2 separate regions of the Hordeum vulgare genome follow, and region 2 is linked to region 1. The links are chromatin contacts, called in public Hi-C maps. All regions are on one chromosome and are shown on one strand. Each heading gives the region's core, a stretch centred on a gene start, on an enhancer-like site or on the middle of the called end of the contact. The rest is flanking DNA. Distances are from core to core; before and after follow the strand shown. Region 1 has its middle 30 kb from the start of LOC123416345. Region 2 has its middle 71 kb from the start of LOC123416361.

Evidence for each region. Hi-C and Micro-C count contacts between places; a contact is called where the count stands out from the background.
Region 2: a Hi-C map of leaf shows a contact between it and region 1, with 3 times the contacts expected there. The contact joins two enhancer-like sites. A contact is called at or near these places in 3 of 6 Hi-C or Micro-C datasets (leaf and seedling).

What each region holds. Positions count from the first base shown.
Region 1 is chr1H:478,844,342-478,850,509 of MorexV3_pseudomolecules_assembly, forward strand. No RefSeq gene overlaps it. Among protein-coding and RNA genes, the nearest start is that of LOC123416345, 30 kb to the left of the region's middle. Within about 2 kb of position 3,585, at least 1 of the 3 cell types and tissues checked has open chromatin away from gene starts, as enhancers often do. A contact at or near this core is called in leaf, where this site is marked.
Region 2 is chr1H:478,899,161-478,905,540 of MorexV3_pseudomolecules_assembly, forward strand. No RefSeq gene overlaps it. Among protein-coding and RNA genes, the nearest start is that of LOC123416361, 71 kb to the right of the region's middle. Within about 2 kb of position 3,326, at least 3 of the 3 cell types and tissues checked have open chromatin away from gene starts, as enhancers often do. A contact at or near this core is called in leaf, where this site is marked.

The sequences.
Region 1 (6,168 bases), core at 2,335-4,834:
GGGTGTACAATGCATCGCTCGCAGTTGCAATGAAAGCTCCACCAACGCTACAATGGAGTTTCGCCGATGAGCCTGAAGTTGCACTACAGCTGGTGGTGCTGCATTGGAGCTTCACCGGCGGATGCATTGGAGCTTCATCGACGCCCTTGAGGTGTGCTGCAGCCGGGTAGTCACTATAGTGTGGCGTCGTTCATGCAGTGTCACTGCGCAACCGGGCAGTCGCTATAGTGCGGCATTATCAGCAATGTCGCTGCGCTGCTGGCGAGGACGATGCTACCGTTGCGAGCGTTGACCTGATCCCACGACTTTGAAGGATGCATCAAACGGCTGGCGACCCGAATGTTTTCCAATCCTACACGCAAATTCACTAACCGACGCGTGCAACGCGTTAGGTGGCCTGTGCTCATCTTCTCCTTTCTTCTAGAGTAGAACAAAAATAAATACGACGTTGATGCGATTCAAACCAACAACCTATCGATCGGTAATGTGACAGAGTAACCAATCCACCGTCATGTGTTAGCTGCTCTAGTATTGCTTCTTTCCTCTTACGTCTTTTTTTTCACTTTTCACTTTTTCGCCTTTGTTTTTAATTGCACAAACTTTATTTCAAATTTGGTGAACTTTTTTTAATTATGATGAACTATTTATTTTTGTTAAATTGTGGTGAACTTTGTCAAAATGGATGAACTTTTTCAACTTTGATCAACTTTTTTTAAATAAAATTCAATGTTTTTTTCAAAGATATCGATGAGCATTTTTTGAAGATCAATGAACTTTTTTAAAAAATTTGTGGTTTTTTTAAATACGATGAACTTTAAAAAAAAATGATGAACTTTAATCAAATTCTATGAACTTTTTTTCAAAATTAATGAACTTTTTTTCAAAATATGTGAACTTTTTCTAAATTCGATGAACTTTTTTCAAATATTATGAATTTTCTTTCAAAATCGCTGAACATTTTCAAAATTCGATGAGCTTTTTCAAGAAACGATGAACTTTTTTCAAATTCGATGAATGTTTTTTAATATTAAGTGAACATTTTTTTGAATTCAATTGAAAAATTGGATAAACTTTTTAAAAATCCATGAACTTTTTTAATATATATATTTTATATTTTCATTAATTTTTTTCTAAATTTTTCGTTTTTATTTTATTTATTAAAGTCAACGTTTATTGCCCCGGTCCAGCATGAGGCTCTGCACGCGCCAGGAGCAGGAACCAGCGCCTGCAGCGCCTTATAGGATCACCCGGTTGGGTGCTTCAATGCAAACAGGTATGCTCTCGGAAGACCATTATATAATTTTATAAAAAAAAGCTGTAAAATCTAAAAATATTTTATTAGCAAAAATGATTATGTCTTAAAAAATGCGTCTAGTATTTTTTGAGTAAAAACATTCTTGGTGCTTTGGGGCAAAAACATATATCTAATTCTACTTAGAGCAGGAGCCTTTGTTTTTAAATATATTTGCACAGTTATTCAACGTGAACATATTTGTTGTAAGAAAACGTATTTTAAATTTATATTAGCTATTAAAAAAATGAGGCCTAATACAACACTAAAAAAGAGAGACTAATGTAATCTCGCGGGCTTGTGAAGACTGAAGATCACTTTATTCATCGGTATGCATGGAACAACGAGAAAGCAGCTCGTGCGGTTTCTTCTTTATTACTCACTTCGTTCTTAAATATAAGACCTTTTAGACATTCTACTATGAGCTAGATACGGATGTAAATAGACATATTTTAGAGTGTATATTCAATCATTTTGCTTCGTATGTAGTTCGTAGTGTAATTTTTAAAAGGTTTTATATTTAGGAACGGAGGGAGTAAAAGAGAAAATAAATACTACTCCCTCCATCCCATAATAGAAAAGCGTTTTCTACATTAATGTAGCATCAAGAACGCTTTTGTATCATGGGATGAAGGAAGTATTGCGTTGCCAGTATAAGACGAGGACTAAAACCTCATAAGATAATGCCATGGTAGACCAATCCATGCAGTTGAAGCCGAACCCAGCTAGTCGTTAGTAATGGTGCTGTGGGTCTGGGCCTCCGGGAACCGTCCTCTTCAATCCGCCGAGCGTCCTCCGCACGTTCCACTTGGACGGCCGGACGCCAACCGGTTTGCTGCTGGCGGCGGCGTGTGCAACCGCCGGGTGTTGGATCAGACGAGCTTCCGGGACGGCGACGAGCTGCGCGCAGACGAGCATGACCACCAGGACCACAATGCCGACGCGAGCAGCCGCCATCTTTTTCTGGTACTCTACTTGGAAGCTCAAATATACGGCAGCTAGCGAGCTGATCTACCGCGTGCGTGTCAGTGTGCTGGAGGTGGTATATCGGTACGTGTATCTGATCTGTCCACGGACAGGTGTACTTATATATAGCTCCTAGGCGCGTCGTGACAGTTGAAGCTTTCTCTCGATCCTTTTGGATGCAGGACGAGCGGCGAAGCGAGCGAGAACATCCTAATGTCCACTACAACCACCACTAGTCGCCATGGCGCAGCAAAGTTTACGGCCCTTTTGCGCTTATGGACTCGCGATTCTGGTTGGCCTGCACACGTTTTTCACCTATATGTTGGCTAGCTGCCTAGCTGCACCGAGCATACGATTTGCTGGGGATGATGCCGGATAGTGACTGAAAGTTCAGAATGAAATGGTATGTGAAAAGCTTTTGGGCCTTTACAGTAAAATATAATCAACCTTAGTAGTCATCAGTACTTCTTCTACGTGCTAAAGTTGCTAAGACCGCTGTTACAGTCTGAGTGGCTGCACAACCGACGGCGCGTCGAAAGTTGATGGATCCGTTGTAGTTCATGGGGCGTCAACTTCTGGTTTTACCACTGAAAGAAAGCAATCCCTTTCGGAAGCTTCCTTTCCCGTTTTCCTAGGAAGATTGAACAAACTCTTCCCTCCAAGCTTAATCGACGAGCCCGTAGATTTGCCTCCCCTCTACATGTCGCCCCGGCTCCGTCTTTTGGGACGGACGATGAGGCTTTTTCTTGAAATTTGTCATGCAACGGTGATGTTAGAGTTGTGAGATTTGACATGTATTTTAATCTATAAAACGGTTCAACGACGAAAACTACGGCTCTAGGGTGTTGGTCCTTAATGACATCCACAAAGACTTTCTGGCTGTCAACGTCAAGAGCAAGCCAGCTCCGGTAAGGGAGTGGCCTGCTATGGCGGCAATAGTGATCATTTGATGGCCTTTGAAATCTCATTATAATTTTTAATACGTTTAAGATGTTTTATACTTTTGATTAATTTTATCATTTTTGAGGAAAGGAACTTCCCTTACCTTCCCATATGCTAATTGCTCCTAATTAATGTTTTAGGTTAGCTCTGGCTCGCCATTGCGAGTGGGTTGACCATATCAAACAACAAACGGCCTTTCGCACATTCGGAGCAGCATGTTTCCCCGTGTGCACAGGATCGATGTTCTTGTGTCGCCTAGCTACTTGTCGAAATGCATGCCGAGTGGCCACGATCCGACGATCGTGAGTGAGCGGACGATCGGTCCGTCGAAAAGTCCACACTTGGACAGCCTGAGTAACTGTGGTATGCCATTACGACTGAGCCACCGCTTTGCACTGATAGGAGAGGATTGCCCACTGAGCGTTACTACCAATTAATCGGTCATGTGCTTCGTCAAAAGCTTCTGTCGACGTTGAGCGGTCGCTCAATTTTCGATCGACGAATGTGACATTTTCTGTTGCAAGTTGCAACTCGCAGCGCACCGTCGATCTTGTGGTCTTCATGCAACTGATTTGCTTGGATATATAATCTTGCCCTTCGTGGCCATTGACACTAACCATTTACAACTCTATTGGGAAGTACGGAGAAACCAGTAGCGCTGCATGCATCCATACCTGATATCAGCGGAAAAGCTACGAACCTTTGCGCAATAGGGACAAGCAAATCTCATATGGGATCCTTAACGGTTGCCACTTAACTTTTGTTTTAAGGTTATAAGTGTGGACACAATATTCAAATGGCATGCATACCTGATATCAGTGGAAAAGCTACGAACCTTTGCACAATGGGGACAAGCAAACCTGTTTTGAACCTTCATATGGGATCCTTAACGGCTGCCACTCACTCAGTAGTTTGTAATAGTTATATAACTTTTGTTTTAAGGTTATAAAAGTGGACACAATATTCGCATGGTTAAACCAACAACATTCGAAATCAGATCGGGCCTCAATGGTAAAAGCATCTATGCATCTATAAGCGACCCCTATAATTTAGAGGAGGATATGGCTAAGTATACTTTAGCGGAGTATATTTGTTTGAATTTTTATTCAAAAGGACCGGTCCCCGAATGTAATTGCGAGAATGGACCACCTGCCACACAAAATGTGAGATTGGAGCCCCCCTCTCCTGGCGACAGGCGCGTCAGGTGACGCGTGGCACCTGCCGTCACGGTGCGAGGCGGCCTATCCTGTTCCCGTTTCGCCCACTGGTTCCCGACGGAATGAACAGAGGCAGTGGGCTCGGCCACCACTATCCCAGGCGGCTGCCGTCTACAACGCACGCGTCGAAAGCTGCCTCTAACGGCGCTGATTCTGACGATGCACACTTCGTTGAAAGATGCTGCTGCTTTTTGTCATTCTGACGATGCACACTTCGATGAAAGATGCTATTGCTTTCTGTCATTCCAATGACGCACACTTCGATGAAAGATGTTGTTGCTTTCTGTCAAAAAAAGACATTGATTTTTCCTCATGATGCCCTAGAATCCAATGCGTGTAGTGTATTTCTCCGCCTGATTTTTCGTCCGTTCGCCTCTATTTTCCCACCATTGCACTTGTCATCTGATCCTATAAAACGAGACACTGCAACTCTCTTCGTCCACCGTCCAGCCACACTTGAAAATACCAACGCGCTAGTCATTATGAGTTTGCCTCCGGGGTGGAAGTATAGCGTTGTTGGTGTGGCGATCTCTGCAAGGAGAAGGAGGTGGCGGATTTTTCGAATTGGTTGGGCATGAAGTTTCTCATGTTGCGCCTATTATTAGGAAGATCCGCCCGTAGCTAGTTCACCGTATAACAAGCCTCCGGTATGCTTCAGTCATCAAGAATAAACACATTGCTGATATTATTGTTGATTGGATATTTATATTTCTATTTTTGTTGTAATCTCCTTCGCCTCTGGGCGTGTACTATCGTTGGATTGACACGAAAATACTGGACTGGACGGTGACTGAAATTCGTGAAAGAGGTTATCGTGCATGGGAAAGTTTGTATGCTGAAGAGCGCCGCTAGAAGGCGGCAACAGAGGAGAAAGCAGAGCAAGAGAGAGAGTGGAAGAGTACTGTGCGAAGCAGACATGTTTTATTGATGAGATGCGGAAGAAAAACCAGGAAGAGGTACTTCGACTAGTGGAGGTGCAACGACAGCGACAAGAGGCCCATGAGGCTGAGAGACAGAGAAAGAAAGAAAGGGTTCATGCGGCCAAGGCAGCAGAAGAAGCTAGTGATTGAAAAGGAAAATATCCACGTTGGACTCAGTAGATTTATGTTATTGTAAAATACGCATCGCAACAAGTTGTATCTTAAAATTTGCAGCAAGTTGTATCTTAATTTTAGCAAGTTGTATCTTAATTTGAACTTGTTAATTTTTCCCGCCTCTCTTTCCCGTTGTTTTTCCCACCTTTTTTTCACCCCATTTTTTGCCGCCAATATTTTCCCGCAATTTTTTCCTGCCACTTTTTTCCCGCCATTGTTTCGTGCTTCTAAGTTCCTGCCTATTCTGCTCTTCGGCACCTATAAAACCCCCCTCCACACTAAGGTGGGTAAGGAGTGTAGTCTGTTATCTTACTCTGGTCAAGATGTTCCATTATCCTTTCGATCGTAGTTTTCACTTTGGTATGTCCCAATGTCTTCTGGGCTTAGCTAGCAATTTTAAGATAGACAATAGAGTAGTGGCAGGCTACTGAATGAGCTTGTTCACACATTAGCTAGGAGCGGGTGGCCTCCGAGGACCTTTGAAGAGATACAAAAAGAACTTATGAGGTTGAATGGAAGATGGAAGAGTGATGTTTCTAAGTGATCCTATAAACTAAACTTCCTAATTATTTTTGCCAAATCTTTCTTCTGTTAGTTTACATAATACTCCCTCCGTCCATAATATAGTGCATACAGATTTTTTGAAAATTCAAACTTT
Region 2 (6,380 bases), core at 2,076-4,575, 55 kb after region 1:
TTGGTCTATCTTGAACACAAAGGACCCTGGTGCAAAGCTCCTGACGCTAGGAGCAAACTTAATCGAACTGGTGGCAAGTGAGATCTATAGGGTTGCTCAAGGCTGGCGTTTTGGAGTACTCAGATTGCTTTGAATAGAAGTTCTTCAGGCGGTGGCCCTTCAGGTGGTCTTCTTTTGCGTAGATTGGTAGTGTTGCAGTTGATGCTGGAATGATTTTGTACCTCTCTCATCTGATTTTGGGAGGTGCCTTGATGGTTATTCCTAGCTGGATAATCTGACTCTCAGAACTTGGTCGTCCTAAGCCTTGTAATAGCTAGATATTTTACATTTCCTACTATAGTTTGGTAGTTTGGATGCTCTTCGAACTTGGTTGATTTCTATATATGAAATTGGAATGGGAACCCCCCTCTTTTGCTAAAAAAATAATGATAGACATATCGTTTACTAGGAAATGTGAAATAAAGTAAATTATCCCAAAAGCTAGACCTAAAAGAAAGTCTTGCTAGTTCATGAGCTACTTGGTTAGCTTTCTAAAAACAGTGCTTGTAGTTGGTCTATGAGAGGTCCAACACCATTTGCCTGCACTTCATCACCACTATCATGTAGGCATCTTGTGGGTTGTTCTAAGTTTTACTCCCTCCTTTCTTAAATATAAGTTTTTTAGATATTTCACTAGGAGACTACATACGAAGCAAGTTAAGTGAATCTACACTTTAAAATATATCTATATACATCCGTATATAGTCTTCTAGTGGAACATTTAAAAAAACTTATTTTTAGGAACCGATGGAGTAGAAGTTAAACTCCTTGCATGCAGCTGCATTTGGACCTTAGGCTTAGATGCTGGCATGTTGGTCATTTATTTATTTATTTATACTATGCATAATGTATGTAAAAGTCTGTTATTTGTCGGCTTTTGTGATGCAAATCGACGAAGAGTCTCGTTATTATTTTAAAAAGAGTTAAATACATCATGTTTGCCTTAACTTGTTTGAAGCAGTGCCTAAACTTATACAATACATGAAACTAGTGCCGTAACTTGTCGGAGCGTTTAAATACGGTGCCTCCATCCATATTAAACTACCCACGTGGCGTGCCAGCGTGGCATTGGCCCGCATGCTGATAGCTCTGAGATGAGCGTGATGGTTGTTTTACAAAAAAAAAAATCTCTATACATAATATAAATTTTGAAAAAGTCCCACACATTTTATCTAAATATGCCGAACTGCATTGATTCCACATGTCAGGTATGGGTCCCGCATGTCAACACGTGGGATGAAATAATAATAGGAAAAAAGGGTGGGCTCGCAGGATTCAAACATAGTAAGGCACACAACATGCACATGTGTTATAACCACTACGACAAGAATAGTTGTTCCGAAGAATATTAAGAAATTCTCACATTTGAAAAATAAAGAGCTATTCAACATATTACATGCCATAAACTTTAAAAATGTTAGTGCATTTCAAAAATATCAACATATTTTGGAAAATTATCAGTGTATTAATAAATTGTAAACGTGTTTTTGAAAAAATATTCGTCATCCATTCCGGAGAACTACGACATCTATTAAAAAACTATCGTGTAAAATTATTATATTTCTACAAATATCTTTTAACGCATTTTTAGAATATATTATTTGTACACAATAATTATTAATACACATTGAACAGTTTTCAAAATACAATGATGTTGCTTTTAATAATCATATATTTAAAAAATAAAATTAAGACACACAATAATTATGTGTGCTTGTGGTCCTGAATGAAGATACAAAAAAATTAAACAATATTTTATAAAATACATTGAACTATTTAAATCCACATGATTCTTCGAACTACTCAATAATAAACATAGAAAAATGAGTTAAATGATCGCATATTGATAATTATCATATTTATATATGGGAAAATTTCCATATAATAAAAAGAAATAGTAACTTAAGAAGAACAGGATGAAAACTATAAAGCGATATGTTGGCTATATAAGTTTCCAACTAACTATTGTACATAAAATACTTACTGTTAGTCCCGTGGTCTGAAGATAGCATGTTGGATACCCATTCAATGACGTATTCTATTCGCCTAAAAGTCAGACATACTTTATTTTCCCACTATTATTAGCATACAGAGTATTTAACTAAACTTCGTGCGGTTTTCTGCCAAGAAAACATCATGCATTTCGCTCGACGCTTATTCCCACTGACATGTGGGCCAACCATCAACTGTCACGCCACACAAACAACACATACGGCGGTATACGTGTGGGGGCACTGTATATGCACCGTGCAAAGAAGTTATAGTATCACTCTTTTGTATTTGTAAGTTTAGACACTAAACTAACCGCAATCGATAAGTTAAGCCACCCGTGATGTATTTAACTCTTTGGAAAAATGGTACTCCTTCCATCTGGAAATACATGTCAAAGAAAATGAATGTATCTAAACGTATTTTAGTTTTAGATACATTTATTTATATTTATTTTAACGACAAGTATTTTCAGACGAAGAGAATATATACCTAATGAATAATGATATGTGCCGACATCATCACTTATTGATGAATATGGCAGGCAACCCATCAAATTGTGTGAAGCGTACTATTTTTGGAAAGTGGGAAGCATGATATTTTTGCGAGATCCAGATTTGCCACGCTCTTTGACTCTTCCACGATCCTTTTCTCTTTGTAGAGAAAGAGTTGCATCATATCATATCGCTGCAGCGGCGCACAGAAGTGGAGCTCCCAACACCAACTGTCGATATGACGCGCTCGGTCGTGCCCTGTACCGAGGTGATGTCCGTACGACGTGTCCAATCGCAGTATCCCGTCCTGAGGCCATGCCCGTACAACGTGGCCAACCGCAGCGTGGGAGATATGGAATCTAGCTAGCCAGTAGAGTAGTATATACTCCCTTCTCTTCGTCCGGAATTATTTGTTACACGAACATATAAAAATTGATGTATCTAAAATTAAAATACATCTTGATACATCCATTTCTATAATAAATATTTTCGGACGGAGTGAATACATATATATATATATATAGCATAATAAGAGCCACAGCGACAAGGAGGAACACACATAACTGAGCCATCAGCCATGGCCCAAGGCCTAGTAGCCTTGCCGTTGCCCAGGCACACGCACTGGCCTTTGCTGTGTCTCGTCACCGTATGGCCCGAGGCCCTGAGAAATTTTTGCTTCAGGACAAACGAAGAAGTAGCTGCTATACGCTCTGTTGCACCAACTAGCTGGCTAGTGCTTATACATAAGCTAAAGGGGACACGGGAAAGCATTTGGCATGGAGTGCTCTGGCCTCTGGGATCCGGCTGACAGGCCCTCGCGTGATCTACCACCTATCAGACGTGCGGCACCGATGCGATCGATCTTGTTCCCCTACTCTACTCCTTTTTGGTTTTGGACGCCTCCCTCTGGAATCTAGCGCGGGCCGAACTCAGCAGTGGAGGCGCTTTAGTGGACACTTGTCGACGGGAGCCGGCGTCCGCGTCGCCCGGTGGAGGCGGAGCACGTGATGGCACCTGCGTGTGTCGCAACAGTGGTCCGGCTTCCGCTTCTTCACGCATGTTGCATGGGCACACGTAGTGGCTGGTGACCATCGGTGGCACATGCCAGTTGATGCCCACGGAAAGTCTGGTAGGAACGCCCGCAACGTCATCAGCCCCCCGCGTGGGTTCGCATGGGGTCGCACGGGCTCCGGACAGTAACTTGAGCGATCGTCGGCTCGTCGGGCATTAATTCCCTTTCAGTTTCGGGCATTGATACGTAGACGTGGCTCCTTCTTTGCTCGCACCGAGATCAGTCACACATGCATCAAGTGTTCACCGATGTGGTATCATAGACTAGGATCCGTAATGCTCGCTTCGAGTTCTATGCAAGTGTTCATAATGCAAGACATATAGTAGCACTTTATTTAATATAATAAGGTATCATGATATAATATTCAATTCTCTCTTTCTTCATTTAGTTCCGTGTCACCTCATCGAAATTGTCTAGTTGACATGTATGATACTGTCTATGATACTTCCATTACGAGCAGCCTTAGATTTTATGATTGAACCTTTTTCTCCCGGGTAATTTATGGTTGAACCTTGAGGAATAGAAATAAAGTTAGAACATCCAATGCCGGAAATAACAAGTATGATCCTCTAAACACCCGAGAACGCGCCCTTATTTGCCCGTCCGTGCAGTCACATTCTTCGTTTTCTTTCTCATATGTTCGATCACTTGCACGTGATTAGTGCAACGGTCCGGGATAAGGTCGCGTCCTACGTGACAGACTGACCAGACGGACACGGTGCGTCCGCGAGCCCTCATGTCCTTCCTATATGTAAGATGGATAAAATGGTTCACGGACAGCCCAGGCGTATAAGGAGGATATGAGGGGTTAGTTTTTTCTTCTTATCTCATGTCCGGTCAGTCCAGACGCGTTCGCGGGCGTATGAAGGGTCATTTGAGGCGTCCGATTAGAGCATCTACAGCCGGACCCCTTAAATGACCCCTCATACGTCCACGAGCGCGCCCGGTCAGTGACTGAACATGAGAGAGAATGTAAAAATTAATCCAACTGAATTCCTCATATCGTCTATATATGTGTGGACTGTTCGTGAATCCTCATATCCATCATAAATATGGAGATGATATGAGGGCCCGCAGACACGTCCGGGGCGCGTCCGTTCAGTCCGCCACAAAGGATGTGATCCCACCAGTCCACCACGGACCATTTTTTCTATTAATTCTTTTCATTCTCTCTTTTTCTCTTCATCAATCACGTGCAAATGACTGGACATATGAGAAAAAAAATAAAGAGTGTTCCTGCGCGGCTGGACAAATAGGGAACACGTTCGGTCAATGACCGCACGTGTCCGCGAACGTTCTAGGGGTCGGATTTGCAAGATCCGACTGTAGATGCTCTTATAGATGCTCTTGTTGTTAAAAATAATAATAGAAACAGAGTCCGCTTAAAAATACCTAGAGAAGGCAGAAATTTCTGTCAGAAGATTACGAGTAAAATGCATTGTTGCCTCCTAAACTCGTTGGCTAGGACCAAAACAGTCCTTAAATTCACAAAGTGTATCAATGCAATCCTTATACTTGAGGATATCGACTCAATACGGTCTCCAAACTTGGAGCACCAGTCCTAAGATATGATTGCACATACAATTTGCGTATTCACCAGCCCACCAGACATGCCACATCAACTGGTCCAACTCTCCATACACGTGGGACCCACTTGTTAGTGGGCGAGACAAGAAAATGACTAATATTGACGTGCAATGTGAGTCGAACTAGCAGACCTTGAGGTTGGCGTAATGCACTCGCGAGCTGATTAACTAAACCACCGTTCATTGTTGCTTACTAAAGAGATGCAACTTTATTCTCTCAACGAAAAGGAAAATTAAATGAAAGTCACCTAGGAGGCCATTCGTCTCGTGGCACACGGCTTGGCTACTCATCCAGGAGGTCGTTCGTTCACGCTAGACGCATGCCCGGGAGGGCATTAGACATGGAAAATAGCATATGCGGCGTTGGTGCATAACTACTTGAGCTTGGCAAGGACCTCTCAATGTCAATGGTAAACCACGACCCAAACTTCCACCACCTCGTGGCACCGACATGATGTGCCAAGCTCTCCGACGATTCTAGTCACATGTCCGGACAACGGGAATGTATGTCGGCTGCAGAGACGAAGATCAAGTCAAGGACATCGATGGAGAGGGAGATCAAGTCGAGGTCGGCACGAACATCATGAGATGATCGAGGTTGCTACACACAAAAGAGAGCATGTCGTACATGCCAACGATCGGCTATGTCGCGGGACTAAATGGCTATCTCTAGTCCCGGTTTGTGATACAAACCGAGACGAAATGGGCTCGTGGGGCCCCAGCCTAACGCCAGCCTGCCATCATACCTTTAGTCCCGGTATGTATCACAAACCGGGACTACATGTATAAAATGAACCGAGATTAAAGATGCCCGAGCCCCCGACCGCTCCTAGGCATTGGAACCGGAACTAATTAATGATCACATTAGTCCTGACCAAAATCAAACCGGGACTAATGATCCAAACATCAGGTCTATTTTGTACTAGTGGCGGTATACATCCAACAGCTAGCAAGCCTTGTTACGTAATGCATTGGCTATGGCAAGAAGCGTATCAAGCAAGCGAGGGCTAGCCAGACGAAGGTACGAATCGAAACCTCAGAACCTTCATGGAGGCGCCGTCTTCGGAGGTTTGTGTGTTTAGGGGAGAGTTGTTGTGGATGATGGGATCCATGTGTCAGATCTAGCAGCAGTAATAGTGTGGAGGTTGGTAGGAGGAGTGGCGTTCTATCTACCATATCGATGACGACGAGTCTTGGCAG